2 separate regions of the Gossypium hirsutum genome follow, and region 2 is linked to region 1. The links are chromatin contacts, called in public Hi-C maps. All regions are on one chromosome and are shown on one strand. The core of a region is the stretch at or near the end of the contact, and the rest is flanking DNA. Distances in the headings are between cores, read along the strand shown. Region 1 holds the start of LOC107895105 (sucrose transport protein SUC8). Region 2 holds the start of LOC107894831 (22.0 kDa class IV heat shock protein).

Region 1 (5,969 bases), core at 2,431-4,930:
TTATTTGGAATAGTTAAAAAATACTATTAGATTATTATTGAATTAAAATAACCTTATTTTTTATTTATTAAATAGTTTAGATAAAAGAATTGTAACACTTATTATAAATTTCTCTCTCTATATATATTCAAGATATAAAGATTTAGAAGCAAAATTTTATTTTGATATATTTTGAAATTTTAATTTGCAGCATATCTAGAAAGGAGTAAAGCATAGTGCTACAATCAAAATATAAATATCGCCATAAAACTTAAGATCCAAGGAAGGCTAATGCCACATTCAAGAACTTACATCAGTCAGTAATTAAGAAATTCTGACAAGAGAGTAGATCCCAGAAAATTAAAGAAAAAAGGAAACAATATAGTATCTCACTTTCTTCCATGACAGTGGTCAATGGGCTCCAGCCATTCCGGTTGAGTTGAGAGAGAGTTGTGTTTTGGGATTGGGAAGTGCAAATATTGCCAATAAAGCACTAATGGCAGCCAAAATAGACCCCAATACAAAGGCTGGTAAGTTTCCGCCACCAAATGCTGCATCTATCGGTCCACTAATCACTGATATAATCATCTGTCACATTTCCCAATTCAACACCCTTTTTATTTTATGAATCTATTTTTAGTTGAAACAACTATATCATTCATCTTTTTTCTTAACACCAAAACGTTATAATTATTGTTTGAAATTCAATGTAAAATGAGCAGAGCAGAGGCAAAGAAGTTGATGTTTTACCTGTGGGATAACTATAGACAAGTTTAGTACTCCCAAAGACAGACCTACAATTTTTGGATCACCATCAAATTTAGTAGGTAGAATACATGTAACATTATTCAATTTAATTAAAATGGTAATTACATATTCTTAGCGTATAGTTTAAAAAATAGTCATGTGGTCCCTTTCTCTCTGGTAAATGTACCATAGAAGTTTTTATAGTAAGAATCGAATTGTATTTTGGTTTTTCTATTCAAAAAAAATTTTATTTTTTGTAAATTAAATCAAAGAGCAAATTATTCTTTTCTTTTAAAAAATTCATCTCTTTGTATTGTTAAAAACTGGTGTAGTTGATAGAATAACCAGACAGTGAAGCGTGACATGCCACATGTACCCTCTACTAACATATAAAGACTAATTTTTAACAGTAAAAATGGATAAAAAATTAATAAAAAGATTAATTTACTCTTTAATTTAACGTATAAAAATTAATTAATTTATTTTTTAAATATAAAAATCAAAATATCATTTATAAGATATTTCATAATACTTTTACTTGTGTGTAAAAAGCTAGTATAAGCATTAAGCATAGCCACTACATCATTAACACCACTGTAACATACCTTGACCGCCACCTTCTTCAGAGCAATAGATGGATGCCAATGCGAATGGAATGCTAAATGTTACCTGCATCAAACATCATTATATTTATTGATTATTTTACAATTTCGTGCTTATGGATCTAACCTTGGATAATTATTTTCATGTCCAAACTCAACTCTAAATTAAAAATATTAATTTTTACCAATCATGATTGTTAAAATTGATTTCAAAAATATTACTAATAAAAGGGTATAAAGCTTATGGTTTAAGAAAAAAAAGGGTCTAGTTTAGGTTAGCTAAATGATAAACTCTAAACCTTACTTACCTAACCTTCTATCATTCCATTTAAAAAAGGAATGGGTCTCTTGAAGAATTGGGTATTATTGTGAAGGCAACAATTTTCCTAAAACTTTTATAATCTTTAGCCAACCAAATTTGTATCACTTTTTTTTTTTAACTTTGAACCTGCATCATTTGATATATAAGAAAAAAAAATTAAAGTGTGATGCAAATTCAATTTAATTATATTTCAATAAGCCTCTACATTTTACCTTCAACAAAACATTGAGCCTCCAAAAATTTTAGATGTAAATCTTTCTTATATCCATAAATTTTCCTAAAATTGTACTATCACATGAATTTTTTTTTGTTTTTATCATAATTAATAGTATCTTAACATTCTTGAAATTTATTTCAACTTGTATTAATATTTTTTTAAAATATTTTATAAATATAATTTGTTGTGTATTTGTCATGTTTTAAGTATATACCATTAATGTGTGTTAATTTAAAAGCCCAAATAAATTATAGAAAATGATCCAAAGAAGTCTGAAAATTACTTAAAAACCAACAGGCGATGATTATGAAGAAAAATTATTTTGATGGTGAAGGTGTGTCCGTGATTTAATAGTGAATCACGGAGGGTGACTTAAACCTTTTTCCATTACGTAGCATCACACATTTATGAAAGAGCTGGAGATTAAGTGTGAAGAAAGGTAAAAAAGGAAAACTAACCGCAAGTGGAATACCCAACAACCCAAACAAAGCCAAGGCAGAGGTTTTGATTCTGGTTGGTGGAGGGGTCAAGATTTGTGGTCCATGTTCACCCCTCCATGCCTCCGCCACCTTGGTGATCCACACCGTCCCCGCCAAGCATGCTGCCAATATCAAGTTCACCACCCCCCACATGTTCTTCACTCCACCTATCAACCGGCTCACAGGCTCTAACCCCAACGACGCGAACGCCAACACTATGGAGTTTATCATTAGACCCAACGCACCCGCACGCACTCCCTCGTCGTACAATTTTTGTTGGCTTGCACTCCCCTTCACTTTCCCTCCGTATACTTCCGCCCCCATCCAGTCAGTGTCGTACAACAAGAATGGAAACCATGCCATCCAATTAAGGCATGTCACCAGAAGCAAGATCCACATTGGTTTTTTCAGGGTCTTGAATGCCATCACTAACTCCGCAAAGAAAGGCCGCCCCGATGACCTTCCTTCGTTGTCCTCTTCGTCTCCAGCTTCCTTTCTTGTTATTGGTGTCTCTTTCACGGTGGTAATGGCGGTTATTGTGATAGACAGGAGGAAAACAATGTCAATTATGAAACAAGTTTTGAGGTTTGCACAGTAAACATCACAGGCGGTTGTTTGTGTGAAGGGTAGGAGCTTGTGGAGATCTGAGAAGGAACCAGCTGCATAACCTAAAACGTTGCCAACAGCCATGAAAAACGAGAACCACGCATTGGCGATCCTCATTCTTTTATGATCATTCGACGAAAGGTCAGCCAAGAAAGCGCGGCATGGACCTTGTAACATGTTGTTAGCCACATCGAGGATCCAAAAACCTGTAACGAAGATGGCAACGGCCCTAGGCTTTGTGGGATTTTGCAGTGAATCACCAGATCGGTGACCGATGTCTTTGGCGAAGCCAATCATGAAAACAGCGACGGCAACGAAACAAGCTCCAACAGCAATGAAGGGTCGGCGACGACCGATGCGAGAGGTACAACGGTCACTGCTGTAGCCTACAATGGGTTGAACGACGAGGCCGGAGATGGGACCACAAAGCCAAATGAAAGCAGCCCAGACGTGAGGAACACCAAGGGTTTGGACATAAGGGGTTAGAAGAGAAAGTTGCAGAGCCCATCCGAATTGGATCCCGGCGGCAATGGCTGAAATCACCACAATATTCCATAGCGGGATCGGGGTTACGGTTTGACCTGTCTCCATGGCGCTCTTATCATACAGATAAAAAAGAATAACAAGAAACTGATGATTGATGGAAAAGTGCAATCAGCATATATGGTGTATATATGTCTTGATGGTGTGAAGTGTGAGTGAATCATAAATAAGATGATATTTATATAGGGCACAAGAAATTATATATGGTTAAAAATAGTTAATAACTTTTAAAATAAATTTGAGTGTGTACAAGTATATACTATTTGTGGATTCAATATATGGATAAAGCTTGGTTGTAACGAATCCAAGTAAGTTGCCCAATTGATGGAATCTCATAATTACATCTTTCCTATTTTGGCTTTTTTTTTTTTTTTTTTTGCTTTGGGTGAATGGAACTTATTTAATTTTAAATTAAAGATTTGAGACTTGCGTCGAGGTTAAATGTTTATTCAATTATTATTATTATTATTATTATTATAACCTTCTATTTTGATTTTGGTAAGAAATTCAGAAGTAGATGGGAGGGAATTAATAAAAATAATTTTGAAGGTAAAATTTTCAAGTATTATATTTAATTTGTTTCTACCGCCAAAAAAGCTAAATTCAATTGGTGTCATTTCCATTGAAATCGTATAAGAATTTTGTATTAGGATTAATATTATATTTGGATGAAGTATAGAAATGTTGATTAAATTATTATTCGTGTTGTATTTTTTATTAAATTTTGGGATTAATTTTAAAATTATATATATTTTGATTTAATATGTAATTATATATATAAGTTTTAATTTGGTGCAATTATACATATAAAACTTTAATTATAGTTTTAATATATATTTAAAACTTTAATTTTGATTTGATCATGCGAATTTAAAGAAATAAATACATTAAATTTTTTTTATATTGGATAAATATAATTATTTATATATACAATATATAAACATAAAATGATGTTATATCAATAATTGTGTTAATAATTTACAAAATTGGGTCAAATCAAAATTTCATGTGTAAAATTGCACAAATCAAAGTTCATATATGCAATTGCATATTAAACCATATTTCTTGTACATCTTTGGGATTTATCCCTTAAATTTTTATTTTTTTTATGTTAACATTAATCTATTCGGAATCAAAATTTTTGGAGCCATTTAAAATTTGATGAAAATGCTAACATGAGTTTATTTTACTGGTTTGATAACAAATTTAACCCTCTAATACTAACACATTCTATCAATTTGATTTCAAATTTAAATAATTTTAAGACAATATATATGTCACATGTCGGGAATAGGGGGCTTTTTTACGCAATTAATCCTAAAAGAATTATTTATGAAAATGGTCCAAGTAAAAAATTAATGTACGTAAATGACTTGTTCTCAAAAATGACCGCCAATGCCTCCTGACTCACCGGTGGCACTGTCCCCTCATTATTAGCCAATCATCAGCTTCTTAAAAAATATCTTTTTAGGTTCTGCCACTATGTCAGGCCGCACCATTATGTATTTTTTAGAATACTCGTTAAAAATATAGGTATTCACGATGGAGAAAAAAAAAGGAAAAAGAAATTTTAATGGGTGTCATCGATATGTCAGGTGACACCCGTTAAAATATTTTAAAAAAATATTTTTAGGTGTTGTCGCCGTGTCAAGCGGTACCGGTGATATTTTTTTAAAAAAATTGTAGAAAAAATAGTTCAAAGTTTTGGTCATTGTTTTAGAAGATTTTGAGTTGGCTACTAGGAGATCTAAACTGTAAAAGTCAACGAGAAGGAGGAAATATCTTTTTTGGTGTCGAAATCGGCACAAAAAGCCATTGTAAATGGCGGCATCAGTGGCATTGAGTATGGCAGCTAGGGTTTTCAATTAAGAATAAGAAAGAGGAATCTCATGTAAATACCATGGAATAAGGTTTGATCCTATTCATGGGGATTCCGTAAATATTCCCATTCCAAAACTAGAAAGTTCAAAACAATTGGGATTTTTTTTGGAGATTGGATGCAGTTACTAATTCATGATCTGGCATGTACAGAATGAAAACTTCATTCTCGATTCTACGAGAATTTTTATGAAAGCCTTTCATTTGCTTCTCTTCGATGGAAGTTTTATTTTCCCAGAATGTATCCTAATTTTTGGCCTAATTCTTCTTCTGATGATCGATTCAACCTCTGATCAAAAAGATATACCTTGGTTATATTTCATCTCTTCAACAAGTTTAGTAATGAGCATAATGGCCCTATTGTTCCGATGGAGAGAAGAACCTATGAAGAAGGAAAAGAAATAAAATAAAATAAAAATAAAAATAAAAATAAAAAGGACAACTGAGTATGATGGTTAGCTTTTTCAATTGAGAAGAAAAAGGGAAATTTGAATGGGAAAGGAAAAATGAGTATATGAAAAATAGAGAATCAAATATAGGAAAAGAAAGAGAATAACAAATATGGAAAATAGAGATATGTATTTTCCATAAAATAT
Region 2 (5,745 bases), core at 182-2,681, 830 kb after region 1:
AAAATATATTGTAATAAATAAAATTAATTTTTGAAATTTAAATTCTTTATTTTATAATGAAATTGTGTGCTTTAAATAAATTAAAATCATGAGAAATTAAAAAAAACACTTTGAATAAAATTTTAAAAAAATTAAACTACTCAAATCTCTTCAATTCCTCACAAATTTTAAAATTCTCTCTTATATTTATCTAAATAAATAAATTCTTTTTTAAAATTTTTAAAACTTAAGTATAAATAAATTTTATTTTTTAAATCTCCTATCCAAGCACATCCTCAAATAAATAAATTAATTTTTAAATTTCTGAAAGTTAATATTATAAATTATATAAATGAAAATGATTCTGCCTTCGTGTAGCATATCGAGGTTGAAATATCTTTAAACACATTTAACAAAACAAACCTTGAGAGAGAGGAGCAGACAAAGATGATTCGTTAGGAAAACATAATAGCATCGTGAAAATCAAATTTTAGGTACACCAATATCTTACATTGCATTACGTTACATTATAATTTTGATAATATTTTTATTCAATTTTAGTAATTATTTTCTCATATATATTCATCTACATAAACAGGCTGGAAAAAGTTTTGAAAGCCATGAAAAACAATTCAAGGATGGGTCTAAAGCCCCTGCTTGGCATCCTTACCCTGAAGCTTGGGTGCTTAGTTAGCCTCACCAAGCAATGTGGACAACCCTCGGACCCTTAATCTTATCGGGAGACAACTTGGCCAATGACAAAGTAAGCACCCCATTTTCAAGCTTAGCCTTTACAGTGTCCAAGTCTACGTTCTCAGGCAGCCTAAATTGTCTCCAAAACTTGCCATAGGAGCGTTCTACCCTGTGCCAATGATCGCCCTTCTTCTCTTCCTCTCTCTTCCTTTCCCCGCTCACCCTCAGCACACGGTTCTCTTCCACTTCGATCTTCAGCTCTTCCTTCTTCAACCCCGGCACATCCAACATTATCCTATGCCCCTCCGCTGTTGCCTTCCAGTCCACCCTGGCTGGAGACAGTGCCAAGCTCTCGTCCCTCTCCAGGGTAAGTGGGATTTGCTCTAACACTCGGGACGGATCAGGCAATAACAGACTGCCACTCCCTGGATCCATGAATGGCAGCAAACTCGATCCATTGCATAGGCCAACATAACACGCCAAGAGCAACAGCAAGAGCCTCATTGTGTATATATGCTGAGTAAGAGTGAACTAGATTTCTTGAATTGGAAGTCTGGAACTAGTGACTTAAAGGGAACGCTACTTCAATGTTAAATTCTATTGCCATTGTAAGAAGATTTGAGGGGATATTTATATGTGGATAAAAGTAGTGAAATTCTTGAAATTTCTGATAATGTAATTAATTTGTAAGAAGCTGGGAAGATTCTAGCGATAACTAAACTCAGCAGCACAGTGCGAATCGAAAAAAGAGCAGCCGATAGGCTAGGTTCTAGAGTCTTTCATGTCTAATTACCTTTGTCTATTGGATCTATTCCAAGTTTCCTCCACAGCCCTAGTCTAGTCGGATTTAATATTTCTTTTGTTTGTATTATTATATTATATGGTTTTAGCAAAAAGATATAGCCCTTCCTTTTGGACTGGAGGGAAGATAGGTCCCAAGTTTGGATTATCATAAGGCAAGCTTTCTGTGGGCTTAGCATTAAAACTAGTTTGGATCAACATCGAAGGCCTTATGCTTTCCGGGACTAATTGCCTGCTATTCATTTGAAGGCAAGGTGAGGACAAGCCTAAGAACTACTTACTAGAACCTGCAATACTGGCTTTTGCTTGACGTGTTTCTTATTTCTATAAATGATCATATATGGATATTAGAACATTTTAACAAACAGTGTTTTGTGGTTAAGAGTTTTGACATGTTGGAAAAACTGCAAGGAACACATCAATCAGTCATGGACCATGGTGTCCTTTGCAATGCTTTAGCCAAAGCCTGGTTGCACCACATCAATAATGGCTTTCCCAAGAAAATATTCAGCGGTTTCATATTTGTGTAAACTGTAAAGTTCAACTTAAAATTTAAGAATGAGTTTCATTTTAAAGTTCAATTTAATGTAAAGAATGAATTATTTTACATCTTTTTGCTTGATAGCTCCAACTTAAGTTGAGCCAAATAAATATGGTTTTGTAAAAAATAGAACAATACAGTTCCATAGAAAGATTAACACGTTCTTGGCTTAGTAGTAAAATGTTATGTTGTGTTTGCTTGAGAAGGCAGCATGAAGCATTGACAGACATTATTAGATTATAAATCCTGTTAGTCTGTTACTAATTTGTTATACAGGCTGGAATATTGTTAGTAAGTGGTTAGCAACAGTTAGTCATAACAGTCAGTCATACGAGTATAACAAATTAGTAACAGACTAACAGAGTCTATACTCTAATAGACATTATGAATAGTTACTACCCTCAGTCGCCATTGCTTCTCACTTTGTAATTGACAATTAGATATCTAAAGATTTACTTTTTGTCTCCCATATTTTTTTCACATGTTCACCTGACACTCACTTTTTCGTGTTTCGTTTACTACTTTTAAATCCTATCTTTACGATAACATTTTTAATTAAAAAATTATTTTCAAAAGAAAATAACAGCAAAATTTCCAATGCCTGCAGGGATTATAACTTGCCAAGTAGGTTATCTCTAGTCATGCTCCTTGCAACCTAATCTGCCACACAATTACATTTCCCAAACGAGTGACTAAAATGGACAAAGGAGCAATAAGAAATAATAGATAAAATGTCATCCGCAGCAACTTTAATCCCCCGGGGGGATTTGTAAGGGTCTGTGAGGGTATTAATTACAACATTATTATCTGACTCAAATATCACATTTCTCCAGTAGCAACTCATTATCAAATTGGCACTAAGCCTTAAAAGCTACATCATATATGCACTTGCACGAATGGGTGAAATTTATTAAATTCTAATCACAAAAGTTGTCAATTTTCAAGTTTGAAAAATCAGTAGACTTGCGATAACTTTTTGGATGGAATCATGACATTTCTAGGTTAAGATGTCTGCATGGCATTTGAAGGTCTATCTCTTAGCTTCGAAACACATTTCTAATCATTCGATTTTGATTTCGAGATCTCAAGTTATGACCGTTTTAGTGAAGACTGCGAGAGCAGAATTTTTGAACAGGATTATGATGGGAATTACGAATTTCAAGCTTTCAATTCGATTTTAAATTATATTGGGTTCCAGGTTTAGGCCTAATTTTTATTATATATGAGCCCAATATTATATTTATCTACTCTTACTATTTTATTATTATTTTATTCTAAATTTTTATAATTATTAAGTATTTTAAGTTATTTAGGAGTTTTATGTTAATAAAAAAGTTTAGTTTAAAACTACTTCTTATTTAGATTAAATCAAAGTTCTAGTATAGTTAATAGTTTTATTTAGATTTATTTAATTTCATTATCATTCAACTTCTCTTTTGAGTTTATAAATTCTCTTTGAGTTTTTTTTTTAAGAATTTCTCTTAAGTTTCTTTCAGAAGAGTTTTAACAATCTTTATAAATTATGGGGATCATTTTCAACCTTTTCTTATCAAGTTTTCTTTCTTGAAGGGGAAATTAGAACCACTTGAAGAGGGTTGTAGATTCTTCATATTTCTAAGGCCTCTTAGGACTTCTACATACCACGTTCTATATTTCCATCTATATTATTTATTTTCTTTCTTATTATACTAATTGTAGATTGATTATTCTATTTTAATTATCTTAGTTATTTATTTTAATTGTTTTATCTAACTTGGATTTGATTGCGTTTCAGATTGTTTCAAAAATTCAAGCTTCTTTCCGAACGTCTAGAGCCCTAAGTCAAATCCTTGACTTTAACAAACTTTATGATCTGCTTCCGCATTCATTTGTTTCATTCTTTATGACTATGACTTCAATCACTTTGCTTGGTACCTTCTATAATCTTTCTGGCGTAGTATACCTACAATATTTTTCAGGTTTTAGTAGCAGCATCACCATTAACTTTGATTGTGTCCATCCCTTAGTTCAATGTAACTATCAACAACAGTAGACAAAAACGACAAATGAGAAATAGATTACATGTGTAAGAGATAATTTAGGATTAATTATATTTTTTGCAATTATTATTTAATTATATCTGAAATTAAATTAAATAATCATTGTTGTTTAATTCTATTTGAATAATTACATATGTTTACATATAAAATCTAGTACGATCATGATTTTAACGAAATTAGAACTGATTTTTATAAATTAATCAATTATTTCCTTAAAATTATTTTATTATTAGATTAATTAAATATATAAACTTGATTTTTTATTTAAATCAAAAGTGATAAACTCATAATTAGACCTAGTCAACTAGCCGATTATATAGCATGTGTGGTATGGCACTTATTTGACTTGGATGTTAACTTTAACTAAGAAATTCCTAATGGAATTTAAACTCCTCTTATTGAATTAATAAATGTGCTTTGAATAAAAATTAATTTCTTCCAAATATCCTTTTACATAAAACCCATGATAGCCAAAAATTATGTAGTCATTGTAATAAGAAAAGTTATATTGAATTTATTTTTAGTTTGGATTTTAGATTTGGTGAGTTATAATTGCAATTGTCTATCAATTATAATTTAATGAAAATTTTCTTATACTTGATTAAATTCATTTTTTTTTAAATTTAGATTCTAGACTTGTAGGAGTCATAATTGCAATAATCTATCAATTATAATTTAAGTCTAGAAGATGAGTTTTTTAATTGAAATACATAGAGGATTCCGACTTCCACTCGCTAGGAAGTCTTAGTTTTTATTATTTATTTGGTTCTTTGAGTAGAGCCCACACTTTAAGCTATTGAAAATTCAAGAATTAGAAAAATATCATTTAATTAAGAGCTTAAAGATTTTGAACTTCAATTTGAGTTTATCAGAAAAGCTATACACATTTCCAAAACCCATATGCAGCTATCTTTGGAACACAAATTAACACTTATTTAATCAAATTTATTATTTTAAAAATCACGGAAAAATCTATAGTACAAAAAAAGTTTCAAATTCCATTTATGCCAACTTTCATATGTTTTTCTAAATAATTTTCCAGCATTCCTCCCCTCCAAAATTTGTTTAGCTCTGAATTAACTCCTTGATAGAAAGATGGAATTTCAAAACATTGTATAGCAAATATGGGAATAACGGATGCAATTGACTTTGTAAGGATCTCCCTCCCTCTTTGAGAAACTAGTCTTCCTTTCCAATTTTGATTTTTAGAATGTAATTTATCCATGATAAACCTCAATGTTTGCCCCAAATAAATCAAGTTGGCTTTATGATTGGAATTCTATTCTTTCTTGGATTCCGTTTTTCACAATAGAAGAGGTATTTTGCGAAAATAAAATAGATGTTTTTGATCCATTCAAGGATTGGCTTATAACATCTTAAAATGGTTAAGAATACTAAAAATAACTTCACAACTTCGCTTTGTCACACTTGTGAAAAATAGATAATCGTCTGCAAACAAAAAGTGTGATAGTGTAGAACATCTTTAATTGTTTTTAAATGCTTTAAAATCACCTTGTAGCTCCAAAAGCTTTGAAAACATGTTTACCTCCACGAGAAAGAGGTAGAGGAGAGTGATCTCCTTGCAATAATCCCCTTATTAAAATAAAGTAACCTTTACTAGCCTCCATAAATAGAAGTATGAATTTAACTATTGAAATACATTCATGAATCCTATTGACCATCGTTTACAAA

The links. Hi-C and Micro-C count contacts between places; a contact is called where the count stands out from the background.
Region 2: a contact with region 1 is called in a Hi-C map of leaf, with 3 times the contacts expected there. The contact joins the promoter of LOC107894831 here to the promoter of LOC107895105 in region 1. A contact is called at or near these places in 6 of 34 Hi-C or Micro-C datasets (callus and leaf).

What each region holds. Positions count from the first base shown.
Region 1 is chrA13:87,444,337-87,450,305 of Gossypium_hirsutum_v2.1, forward strand. It overlaps LOC107895105 (sucrose transport protein SUC8), which reads right to left and starts at 3,681. Exons shown (of 4, transcript XM_016820336.2): 1 at 2,326-3,681; 2 at 1,332-1,395; 3 at 730-773; 4 at 220-567. The coding sequence starts at 3,543. The coding sequence ends at 391.
Region 2 is chrA13:88,276,411-88,282,155 of Gossypium_hirsutum_v2.1, forward strand. It overlaps LOC107894831 (22.0 kDa class IV heat shock protein), which reads right to left and starts at 1,432. Exons shown (of 1, transcript XM_016820029.2): 1 at 469-1,432. The coding sequence starts at 1,176. The coding sequence ends at 676.